3 separate regions of the Mus musculus genome follow, and regions 1 and 2 are each linked to region 3. A link is a contact called in public promoter capture Hi-C data. All regions are on one chromosome and are shown on one strand. The core of a region is the stretch at or near the end of the contact, and the rest is flanking DNA. Distances in the headings are between cores, read along the strand shown. Region 1 holds the start of Ywhae (tyrosine 3-monooxygenase/tryptophan 5-monooxygenase activation protein, epsilon polypeptide). Region 2 holds the start of Vps53 (VPS53 GARP complex subunit). Region 3 holds the start of Rtn4rl1 (reticulon 4 receptor-like 1).

The links. Promoter capture Hi-C pulls out the DNA fragments that hold promoters and counts their contacts. Capture Hi-C pulls out chosen DNA fragments and counts their contacts.
Region 1: a contact with region 3 is called in a promoter capture Hi-C map of liver. The contact joins the promoter of Ywhae here to the promoter of Rtn4rl1 in region 3. A contact is called at or near these places in 1 of 39 promoter capture datasets (hippocampal neurons), 1 of 115 datasets of contacts at active chromatin or transcription factors (pancreatic cancer cells) and 1 of 9 other capture datasets (liver).
Region 2: a contact with region 3 is called in a promoter capture Hi-C map of pre-B cells, with 3 times the contacts expected there. The contact joins the promoter of Vps53 here to the promoter of Rtn4rl1 in region 3. A contact is called at or near these places in 1 of 39 promoter capture datasets (pre-B cells) and 1 of 9 other capture datasets (pancreatic islet).

What each region holds. Positions count from the first base shown.
Region 1 is chr11:75,731,564-75,735,083 of GRCm38.p6, reverse strand. Ywhae (tyrosine 3-monooxygenase/tryptophan 5-monooxygenase activation protein, epsilon polypeptide) reads right to left here and starts at 2,197. Exons shown (of 6, transcript NM_009536.4): 1 at 1,993-2,197. The coding sequence starts at 2,056.
Region 2 is chr11:76,178,258-76,181,752 of GRCm38.p6, reverse strand. It overlaps Vps53 (VPS53 GARP complex subunit), which reads left to right and starts at 2,115. Exons shown (of 22, transcript NM_026664.4): 1 at 2,115-2,340. The coding sequence starts at 2,254. It also overlaps a transcript of Tlcd3a not described here.
Region 3 is chr11:75,192,241-75,196,010 of GRCm38.p6, reverse strand. Rtn4rl1 (reticulon 4 receptor-like 1) reads right to left here and starts at 2,018. Exons shown (of 2, transcript NM_177708.5): 1 at 1,717-2,018. The coding sequence starts at 1,729.

The DNA of each region.
Region 1 (3,520 bases), core at 948-3,447, 540 kb before region 3:
GACAAAATGTAGTTCAGCGTCTTTCCTAAATTGGAGGTTTTGAGGTCTGCTGTTCTACTTTCCAAATGCTGGGCCTGTGACTTTGGCAAAGACTAAGGACTGGTGGTTCAAAAGCTTCCACAGGAGAAACTGCCATTCAAGGAAAAGGGTCTGACCTAACATTTGAAAAAGCAAATGTTTTAACTAACATGGAAAAAACATGAGGAACACTTAATTCCAATCTTGTCTCATTGGACCCTACCACTTCCCAAACATTGAACTCACAGGACCTAGCCTTAGTATTCATGCCTTTAATCTCAGCACACAGGGAGGCGGAGACGGATCTCTGAGTTCAGGACCAGTATGGTCTACATAGTGTTTCAGAACAGCCAGAACTACACCTGCAATTAATTAAATCACAGGAACCATGTGTGTGACTTTTCATTTTTAAATACTAGTTTAATGGCCTATTGCCTAACTCAAATATCTAGTTACACTTCACAAACACAGTAGATATGTCAATGAAATTCTCAGAAAAAAAAAAAAAAAAAAAAAAAAAAACTAGACTGCAATTAGCAGGAGCTAAGTTGAGAATCTAGCATGTACTAGGGTCTAGTCTCCATCACCTGCAGGTGGGGTGTGTGTGTGTCAAATTAACAGAAGAGTAACTATTGAAATTTGTGTGTGTGTGTGTACACACACACACACACATATACATATATATAAAACCATTCTCTTAAAATGGATAAAACAGAGCTGTGGTGTAGCACAGTATTTGAGCACTTGTCTTGCTTGCATGCAATCCTGGGTTTGAGCCCCAATCATGTAACAATGAAATCATAAAACAGAAAAACTACAATCTTCTACATTCCTAATTCAAACTCCCCAAGCCTCAACTGAGTGCTCAAAATAGGTAAAGCTCCCCAAGCCAAGGAAGAGCATGCATTCCACCCGAACTTGGGTTGTCAACCCAAAGTGCTACTAAACATTATTTGAATTAACCATTTCTCAGCAGGTCTTTCCATACTTCATAATGACGAGTGTGAATAGTACAGTCGTCAATTTTACAAACGGGTAAACTGAGGCACTGACTCTGCAAAGGGAAATTCGTACTAAGGAATCCTGGCAAGCCTGGTCTCCTGTATTCTAGCCATCAGAACTCCGTGCCTATGAAGGATGGGGACAGAAGGGGGAAAAAAAAAACCCGCAGCAACTTTAGGATATCCTGGGTAAGAACAAACGGGGTAGGAGTGAGGTTCTGCACCTCCCCGGAAGAAGGCGAGGCTAAAAAGCCCCCCAAACTCTCAACTCCAAGGTGTGTCGGCCCAAAGGAAGAAATCCAATCGCAGCATCTCAGCTCGCCTCCACCCAAGGAGGGAGGCTCTGCAGTGATTTCCAAACACTCCACCCTCACCAGAAGACTCCTCTCCACCGCCGGCCCCGAGAAGCCGTCCGTTCCAGAGGCTTCTCCTTTGTGAGGCTCCACGGCCGCCGCCCCACACTGGGCCTCAGGGGAAAAGCCACCGCCCCCACCCGCCATATTTCCCCGAAAGGCGCCTAGCGCTACAGCTCCTCGATGCCGCCCTCTCCCGAGCGACCGGTACCGTTCCTCACATCGCCCCACCCAAGTGTCCTCCTCCACACCCCGCCGCGGTTCCCGAGGGCTCCCGTGGGGATCGCACGCCGGGAGCCGGCACCCGCCATCTCCTCCCCCCTCCCCCGCCCGGGGACTCGCCCTCCCCCTCCAGCCGCCATTTTACAACCAACTCCTCCACCCTCCGCCCCGGCCTGCTGGCGGGCGAGCGCCTGCAAGCTAAGGACACCGGAGGGGTCAAATCCCTAGGCCCGGGGACTCCCACCGCGCCGGGAGCCCGCAGGCCTCGGCCTGCTTCCCGACCCACGTCCCAAGCCGGGCTCCGAGACGGCTCCGCCATTTTGTCTCCGGTTCCCGGCCTCTGTGGGCGGCGGCGGAGGGTCCGAGACTTCCAGCCCCCCGACACCCCCCCGACTCACCGTCGTATCGCTCGGCCTGCTCTGCCAGCTTCGCCTGGTACACCAGATCCTCCCGATCATCCATTGCGGCAGCGGCTCCGGCAGGGTCTGCGCGACGGATGGAAGCGGATAGCGTCTCCGACTCTCTCAGCTTCTCGCTCCGCGTCCGAGCAGGAAAAATGGCGGCGCCTCAATCCGGGACTTCCGCCTGCGCACGCGGACAACTGCTCAGCTCTATGGCAACCGCTCCCTGGCAACTGGCGCGGGGGGGGGGGGGGGCGGATCCCGGAGTTCGGCGCCAGAAAAGGCTGGAACCAGCGCGACAGACGCCCCTCCTCCGTCGGCACAGCGGGCGGCCCTGTGGCGAGGCGGGAACTGCGACTGCGACGGAGAACGGCCCCTGGAGCGGCTGGAGGCGAGGTCGGCCTAGACTGCGGGAGGGGAGTTAGCCAGAAGCCCGTGCGGGGCGACCGCGGGCTGGCCTGTGGGGGACAGAGCGACAGGCTTGATGGGTTCTTGCTACGGCAGGCCTTCCTCGTTGAAGATCAACCGGCCCTGTGCATTCTAGCACATTTTTCTCATCCAATTTAAAGAATTGACAAGGACAAGAAGGGAAAGCTCGAGTTTTCACGCATCATCATCTCCCTTGCTTCCATACTTTAAGCATTTTCTTCTCCCCTCCAGCCATATTTTATCTCTTTGGCCTATCGTAGATAGGACTTTTGTTTAAAATCTCTGGTTTTGCTTCAAGCATAGGTGAGTGTGTTTAATTCCAACACTAGTGAGGTAGAGGCGCAAGGATCGAGTTTGGATCAAGTCCCATCTACAAAGCAAATTCCAGGTCAGCCAGGGCTACATTGTGAAACCCCCATCTCAAAAAAAAAAAAAAGGAAAGAAAGAAAAAAGAAAAAGTGGTCAATCTCAGCTAGTTAAGGGAAACCCTCACTCGAGGGAAAAAGGAGACATAGTGGCTTGCCTCACTTGGAGTGCAAGGTGCACCTGAGGTGTGTAAGGGCAAATTGACATTGATGAGTTAGAAATAAATAATCCTCCATGGGGATTGCTTCACTTGCAATGGCCACGCCTAGTCTGCTTCCTTATGGATTTTCAACATCTTATACTCAATATCAGCTTGCTGCTGAGCCATGCAGAAAAAGGGCCTCAAAATGAGTGTGAAATCAAAAGGTTGGGATCAAGGCCTGAGGTCACACGCCCAGAGGTTTGCATCTTAGTCTGTGAACGGACAGGAATTGTTTTGTCCAAACGCTGGAGACTGACCCCCACAGCTTCCACCGTGTGTTTTGCCACTGAGTTATAGTCCTATCTGGGCAAGCTGTTTTGATGATTCTGAGTGGAAGGTGACATCGTCATAATTGTACTTAAGAAAAGTATTCCGTACTTACTGAAGCGGTGGTTCACGCCTGTAATTCCAGCACTGTGGAAGCAGAGACAAGGATTGCCACAAGTTCCAGGCCATCCTGGACTAAAAATACCCTACCTCGAAACACAAACACAAAAAGAAAGGAGCTGGTGGTGAGAGTTTTGGTTT
Region 2 (3,495 bases), core at 866-3,365, 990 kb before region 3:
TGCATGCCTGGTGTCCAAGGAAGCTATAAAAGGGTGCTGGCTCCCTTGGAACTGGAGTTACAGACTGATGTAAGCCACCATGTGGGTGCTGGGAATTGAATCCAGGTCGTCCGGGAGATCAGCCAGTGCTCTTAACTGCTGAGCCATCTCTCTGTCCCCTTTATTTTTAAATTATGTATATGTGCATCTTGTGTGTGGGTGTTCCTGGAGGGGATGTCTGATGCCTTGGAGCTGGAGTTCCACGGTGGCCAGCTGCTCAATGAAGGTGCTGGAAACTGAACTTAAGTCCTGGATCCTCTGGAAGAACAACAAGCATCTTTAATGGCTCAGCTATCTTGCCAGCCTTTGTTTTTTGATTTTTAAGACAGAATTTCATTACATAGTCCAGCTAGCCTCAAACTCTCCATCTTTCTGCTTCAGGTCCCAGAATCCTGGTATTTATAGGCATGTGCCACCACATCCAGACAGCACCTATGGTTTCTGATAATAAAAGTACCATATGGAGAAAAAAAAAAAAAAAAGCTGGGCAGTGGTGGCGCATGCCTTTAGTCCCAGCACTTGGGAGGCAGAGGCAGGCAGATTTCTGAGTTCGAGGCCAGCCTGGTCTACAGAGTGAGTTCCAGGACAGCCAAGGCTACACAGAGAAACCCTGTCTTGAAAAACAAACAAACAAACAAACAAACACAAAAAAAAGTACCATATGTTGATTGTAGATGTGTGGGAAAATAAAGAAAAAATATATTTCCCTGTCATTTGCTTTTGGTTGAGACAGTACATTTTCCTTATCCACCTACTCTTCACCTTCCAAGTGTTGGGATTATAGGCTTGTACCATCACACCCAGCCAATTTTGCTCTCAGAAATAAATATTCTGCTTTCTGAAATACACTGTGCATATATCGCTATGTCATTAAATAATTGTCAAAATAATACTTTTATGAGTCAATAATATATGTGTGGAGGTTAGAGGGTAACTTGTGGAAGTTAGAACTCTCTTATCAACATGTGGGTTCGATGGATGAATTCAAGCATCAGGCTTGAGGGCAAATGCTCTACTGGCTGAGCCATCTTGATGTCTCTCACAGTCCTCCTGCAATTATATTTTAAAGCATTCTTTTGTTGCTGTTGCTAAAACTTATACTACTCACACATTTTTGGGGGGCAAACTAAAACAACAATAAAATTCCATTCCTAAAACTATAATGTTTTTTAAAAACTAAAAAAAAAAAAGCAAATTATATTATTCCTGAAGCAATTTTTATAAAACTATATGTACGGAAAAAAAAAAAAAAGTTCAGCAGGGCCAGATACTCCTCTGTCGAGGTTTTCACAATGTTGAACTGGTAAGGCAACCCTTCCCTTGGCTGCAATTCCATCATTGTTCCAGTGCCTGCTGGAAAAGCGGTTCCACAGGGCTATCTGGCTCCTCTTTTTGTAATGTACGCGGCTAAACACCCTAACATTTCCTGTACTACCTGCCTAAGTTTGCATAATACTTCCATATTTAATGTCACCCCATCTAACGTAGTGTAAGCAGGGCAGATGGGAATACTTTGTTCAAGATCATAAGGTTATCAAGGGTGTAAATAAGGATGTACAGCCCGGACATTCGGTCTCAAAAACCAAACACTTCCCAGCGTTGGGTCGCTTTTCTCCTTACTCCCCACCCTAGCGAGGAGGCTTCAGACAATTCTGCCCAGTAGATCCTTATCTAAGGAGCAGAAGCTCTCCCAAACCTCAAATGTCTTTGGCAACACTGCCACTTACCAGCTGGGGTCATTTCACTCCCGATGGCAGGGGGACACAGACTGCCCTAGACCAAGGGGATCCAGCGAGCGGGTTGCACGTTGGCTTCATGGCCAGCGGGGCTTATTGCCCATCCATTGGGACACTGCCGTGGCTACCGCTCTCTGGGGCGCCCGGGCGACACTACGGCGCTGGTGGGGGATGCGCCCTGGGCGAAGAAGAGAGGGCTTTCAATCTTAAGAACCCGCCGCGTGCGAACAGGGAACTTGAGGTTAAGGGTTGTCTGGAGATTTTCCAGGGACTTGACAGCCATGCCTGCGGAAGTCAGTCCTCCGCTATCCCAGAGTCCCCCGGTTCCCGGAAGTGCCCAGTTCTCCGGAAGTGCCAGGCTAGCCGAGTAAGTAGCGGCTCCCTCGAGCCCCGTACCTGGAGGCTTGCTCTTCTGGGGTCCTGGTGACAGACAGGTCGCGAGCAGGATTGGAGAGGGCGTCGGGGGCTGAGCGGCGGGATGATGGAGGAGGAGGAACTGGAGTTTGTGGAGGAGCTGGAGGCTGTGCTGCAGCTCACGCCAGAGGTGCAACTCGCCATCGAGCAGGTGAGCGCTCCACCCCCTCGGGAGGAAGCTGCGGTGGAAGGGGCAGCTCTAGGCCAGGGTCGAATCTCCCCTGCTAGGCTGGAAAGGTGGCGGTTCTTATGCTGAGCGGAAGTCTGGATGGTGGTAAAGGTGGGGATGGGTTTTTCAGCCTGGGGACCGAACACGTCTTCTCTAGGCTCTGTGTTTCCGAGGTTGTTACGCCCTGCTGAGTTTGGGCCGAGCTGTCCTCTTTGACAGGATAAACCTAGAGGGAGCCCCGTGACTAGAGAATTCGGATTATGGTTGATTTTAAGACTCTATTCATTTTCCAGCTAGTGCGGCTTCTTCCATTTCTCTGGTTAAACTCTTGGAGTGGTTTGGAATTGGCAGTGGGATACTTCCATTGCGGAAACGAATGACAGAATAGGGTTGTGGGGCGGCATACTGGAAAATGACCCTTGTGCTGGTGTGCGCGTGCGCGCGCACTTGACACTCGCTGGAGTCATCTGGGAAAAGGAAGCCTCAGTTGAGAATTGCTTCCATCAGATTGGCCCACGGGCAATCTGTGGGGGCATTTTCTTGGTTGATGCTGTAGAATGGCCCAGCCCACTGTGGGAGGTACCACCCCTGGGCAGCAGGTTCTGGATTGTATAGAAAAGCAAGCTGAGCAAGCCATGGAAAGCAAGCCAGTAAGTAACATTCCTTCGTGATTTCTGCTCCATTTCCTGGCTTGGCTTCACCTGATGACGACATACTATAACCTGTAATCCAAATAAATTATTTACTTTACAAGTTGTTTTTGGTCATGCTGTGTTATCACAGCAATGTAAAGCAAACTAAGACAAATCTGTACCATAACTAAAAGACTGAGGGCTAGTGAGATAGTTCAGTGGGTAAAGGCACTGTGCCACCAAGCCTGCTGACCTGAGTCTCTTCCCCAGGATCCTCAAAATAGAGGGAGAAAACTACTCCTGGACAAAACACACATACACATGCACACGTCTCCCCAACCTCTGGTCTACAAAGTGAGTTCCAGGACAGCCAGGGATACACAGAGAAACCTGTCTTGAAAAACAAAAAAATAAAGTATTAATGGTCCATATATGCTAATTATTAGTAGTAGAATTATTTTACTTGGGCTACCTTCCCAATAGCCATTAAATGAGACACACTCTT
Region 3 (3,770 bases), core at 769-3,268:
ATTATCTCCATCACAGACCTGCAGCCCAGACATGGCAGCCTTTTCAAAATTGTCTGGGAAGCTTTCCCCACTAGAGCAAGTCTACATGGTCCATGCCCAGGCTTCTCAGACTCCACTGTCTCCAGCTCAGTAAAAATCACCTTCCCTGTGCACACACACTGGCCTGCACTCCAGCACTGCTGAGTTGCTGAAGTGACTTTCCGTGTCTTTCTGTAGGAAAAGGAACTGGGGTGTTAAACAGTAAAGCGGTTCTTCTAACTACTGCAGAGACTTGCCCCACACCACAACGAAAAAGAGGCAATGTGTCGTGTCCCCCCCCAACCCCCCATCTTCTTACTGTACCGACCCACGTGGAGGGCACAAGTCACACAAGTTTGTGATTGTTCTTACACGGTGAGGCAACCAAACCTCCGTGGTTGCCTGAGGCTGGACCACCACTCAGTCTTTTCGACTCATAACGAAGGCGTGGCTTTTCACCCACCTGTCTGACCTGCTTATCTGGGTCTCTCATCTCCCGGTATCTGCTTCTCTCCGCCCATCTCAGGGCTTCGCTCCCCCCACCTCTGCCACCACCCCCTGCCCGCTTTCTCCTTCCCCATCCTGCTGTGAGGTCAGAATCCTGTGCTTACGACACCTCGGTCTGTTGCCATGGAAACAGGGGCGGATTAAGGCTGGAGCGCAGGGATCAGGCCCCTCCGCTACCTGAGCTCCCGCCTCAGCTGGTTCCCGCAGGGCGGGAGCAGCTAGCATCAGGCACCAAGGCTCAGCAGCCGCCGGGCCGAGGCAAGGGACAGGGGAATCCCAGCGGGGCGCCACAGCTAGTACACTGGGACCTCAGAGCAAAGAGACACGCAGAGGAGGGGAGCAGAGGGTAACGGGTCCGCGGGCTCACGTGTGGTCACCTGCCCTTTCTGGGCCGGAGGGACAGCACCTAGAACGGCAACCACGTGGGGGCGCGGCAGGACTTCCCCGGCACCCGCGCCAACTTTGCTCCGCTCCTGCTGCCGGGGAGTCTGGCGAGGTGGTCACCGAGCCAGCGCCCGTTAAGTTGAACCTGGCTCTGGCCGCGCACACTGCCAACATGGCCTTGGCGGTTGCGTCCCTCTGATCCAGGCATTAGGAAAGTTTAAGGAACCGGACTTCTGGCACTTGACACTCCCCACCCTCGGTCGCTAAATGCTCAGGGCTGGTCCCCGGGGATAAGGGTAGGATGCTGGGAAGATGCCTGCGTTCCGGCGCGCCTCCGGAGTTAGGAACGGTGGTGAACGCCGGGGCCGCGCGGTGACTGACCGCTGCCTGCACCCAAGCGCGGGTTGTACTCAGTGCTGAAGCAGCAGAAGCAGGGGCGGGTGCCTGCGCAGGGGATGGAGCCTGCAAGTGCAAAACTTTATAATGGAGAGGCAAAGGTCCCAGGAGGACAGCTCCCTTTTTATCAAAGGTTTCTCACTCTGGTCTCTGAACCCTCAAGACAGATCCCTGAGGCCTGGCCACTCGATCCATGAACAAACCCCATGAACAAACCCCATGTCTCTCAACAGGCCACCAACGGGAGCTCAGCTCCAGCAGCAGGCGCACGGCGGGTGCCTGTGACAAAAGCCAGCCATCTAGCAGGGGGCTGCTTCCGGGACCCATTTCCCTGGCGTTCGACGGCTCCCGGGGCTTGTTGCTCGGCCCGGTTCCATGCAACTCCAACTTGCCCCTGAGGTTCCAACTCACCTTTGCGAAGCATGTTGGCCGCGGGGCCGCCGCTCCGAGGTCGGCCTAGGCGCGCTCCCTCCTGGGGTCCAGATTCAAATCCCTGGGCGCCAGCTGCAGCTAATCCGAGCGCGTCGAGGCGGGGGCAAGCCGGGAATCCGCTTGTGCCCGGCGGCCCGGTCCCGCAGGGGCATGGTGAGCCCAAACCCGGTGCTCAGGGCACCGGCGCCTGCTAGCAACCGCGGCGCTGCCAACCAACGCGGTGCGCTCGCTCAGCCCCGGGCGAGTGGCTTGCTCCGCCGAGCCGGCGGCCTGATTCTGCCGCCCCAAACACTTTGCAGGCGGTTTTGAGGGGGGACGCCGCCCCCTAGCCGGCCAGCCGATGTCCCCTCTTCCCCGCCCCCTCGGGCAGCGGCTGCTGCAAAAGGGCGCTCGTACGCACAGCCTAGCTCCGGGAAAGCGCCCGGCGCGCGTTTGCAGGACCGAGCGATCCGCCGAGCGGGGCGCCTCCCTTCCTCCCCCCGGCTTCCCCCACCTCTCTTCCTCCTCCCTCCCTCCCTCGCTCTTCAGCTCCCTCCCTCCCGCTCCGTTCCCCGCCCCCGCTCACGGAGCGCCTCCCATACAAAATTTATGAAAGTGCTCTCAGCTCGCGGTGCGGAGCGCCGTCCTATTCCCAGGGCAGCGGCGCTCAGCCGTGCGGCGCCGCCTTCCAAGGTGTTTTCGCTGCACCTGCCCCCGGGGATGATCCTCGGCCCGCGTCCGTCCAAGTACCTGCCCCAGTCATCCGCGGGTCGTCCGGCCACTGTAATCGCCCTCCCCGGCCCCGCAGGCTTCTCCGAGCACGCACCCGCAGCCCAGCCCCCGCCTGTTTGCCCTTCGCTGCTGGAGGTCATCAAGAGAAGCGGCTGGAACAGTGTACCGGCCCTGAGCCCCGATGACAAGTCCAACACCCTTGCCCCGTCTCCTCTCTGACCCGCGTCCCTTCCTTCCTGTGAGGCTCGACGGCTCTTCCCTGCCCAGAACTGCTCCGGCGACATAGCCTTCCCCCCACCCCGCCCGCCCATCCAGAGTTCCAAGACACTGTTCTTTGGGGGGAGATGTGCGGGACAGCTAGCATTTGGGGATGTCCAGTTGAAAATCGTATAAAGAACTATGGGAGTTCAGGTGGGCTATCTCTGGCTGGAAGGCCTCCCCGGTCCCCTTTAGTCCTACACAGACCCCACCCATGAGAGGATTCTCCAAACAGGGAGGAGGTACCGCCTGAAAAGCCGGTCGGTCCTGCAAGGGCCCTTTGGGCCAAGTGTGGAGAAGGTTCAAGCCAGCAGAGATCCTAGGTGGAGGCCGGCACCCCCTACTGGCCCGGGATAAGAAGGACTCCCTAAGAGGAAAAAGACTGGGCCAGGTCACTCGTTGAACATATTAGAGTTTTATGTATTACACTATGTGGAAATTCAGCCAGTGAAAAAGAGAAGGTCCCTGTCCTCCTTGAGTTTATACTCTAATAGGACAAAAAGAGAAAAGTTCAGATGATGGAAGTGTCTGGAAGAAAGACAAAGAGGGTGTTGCTCTGGAGCTGATCCGGGATGCGAGTGGGGGATGGGGTGGAAGTGGAGCTAATGTGACAGCTGCCATCTAACCAGAGATCTAAGTTCTCTGTGGAGTAAACTTGGAGGGGTGATCAGAAGTCAGAAGCAAGGCCATTATCACTGGCACGAATACAGATACTCAGAACCCTAAGGTCCCGGCCCCTGGTTTGAGCTGAGTGTGAGGGAGAATCAGACCTGATTCTCCCTCAGAAAGTCTGGGTTCAACAGGTGGAGCAGAGAGGACACCTGGAAAGGAAAGACTGCACAAATGTTTGAAGTAACCTTGTTTAGAACATTCTTCAGCTTGGTCCTTCTAGGGTTGGGAACACAAAGTGAGGTATTCCTTAGTTCCTGCCAGCTGCAGGAACCTGCACCACCTGAGCCCTGGCAAACTAAACTCTTAGAACAGAGCTGTGGAGACACAAAACTAAGGCCCAGAGAGGCTAGCTGACTTGCTCAGCAGCATCCAGTAATCAGTACTAAACTGTG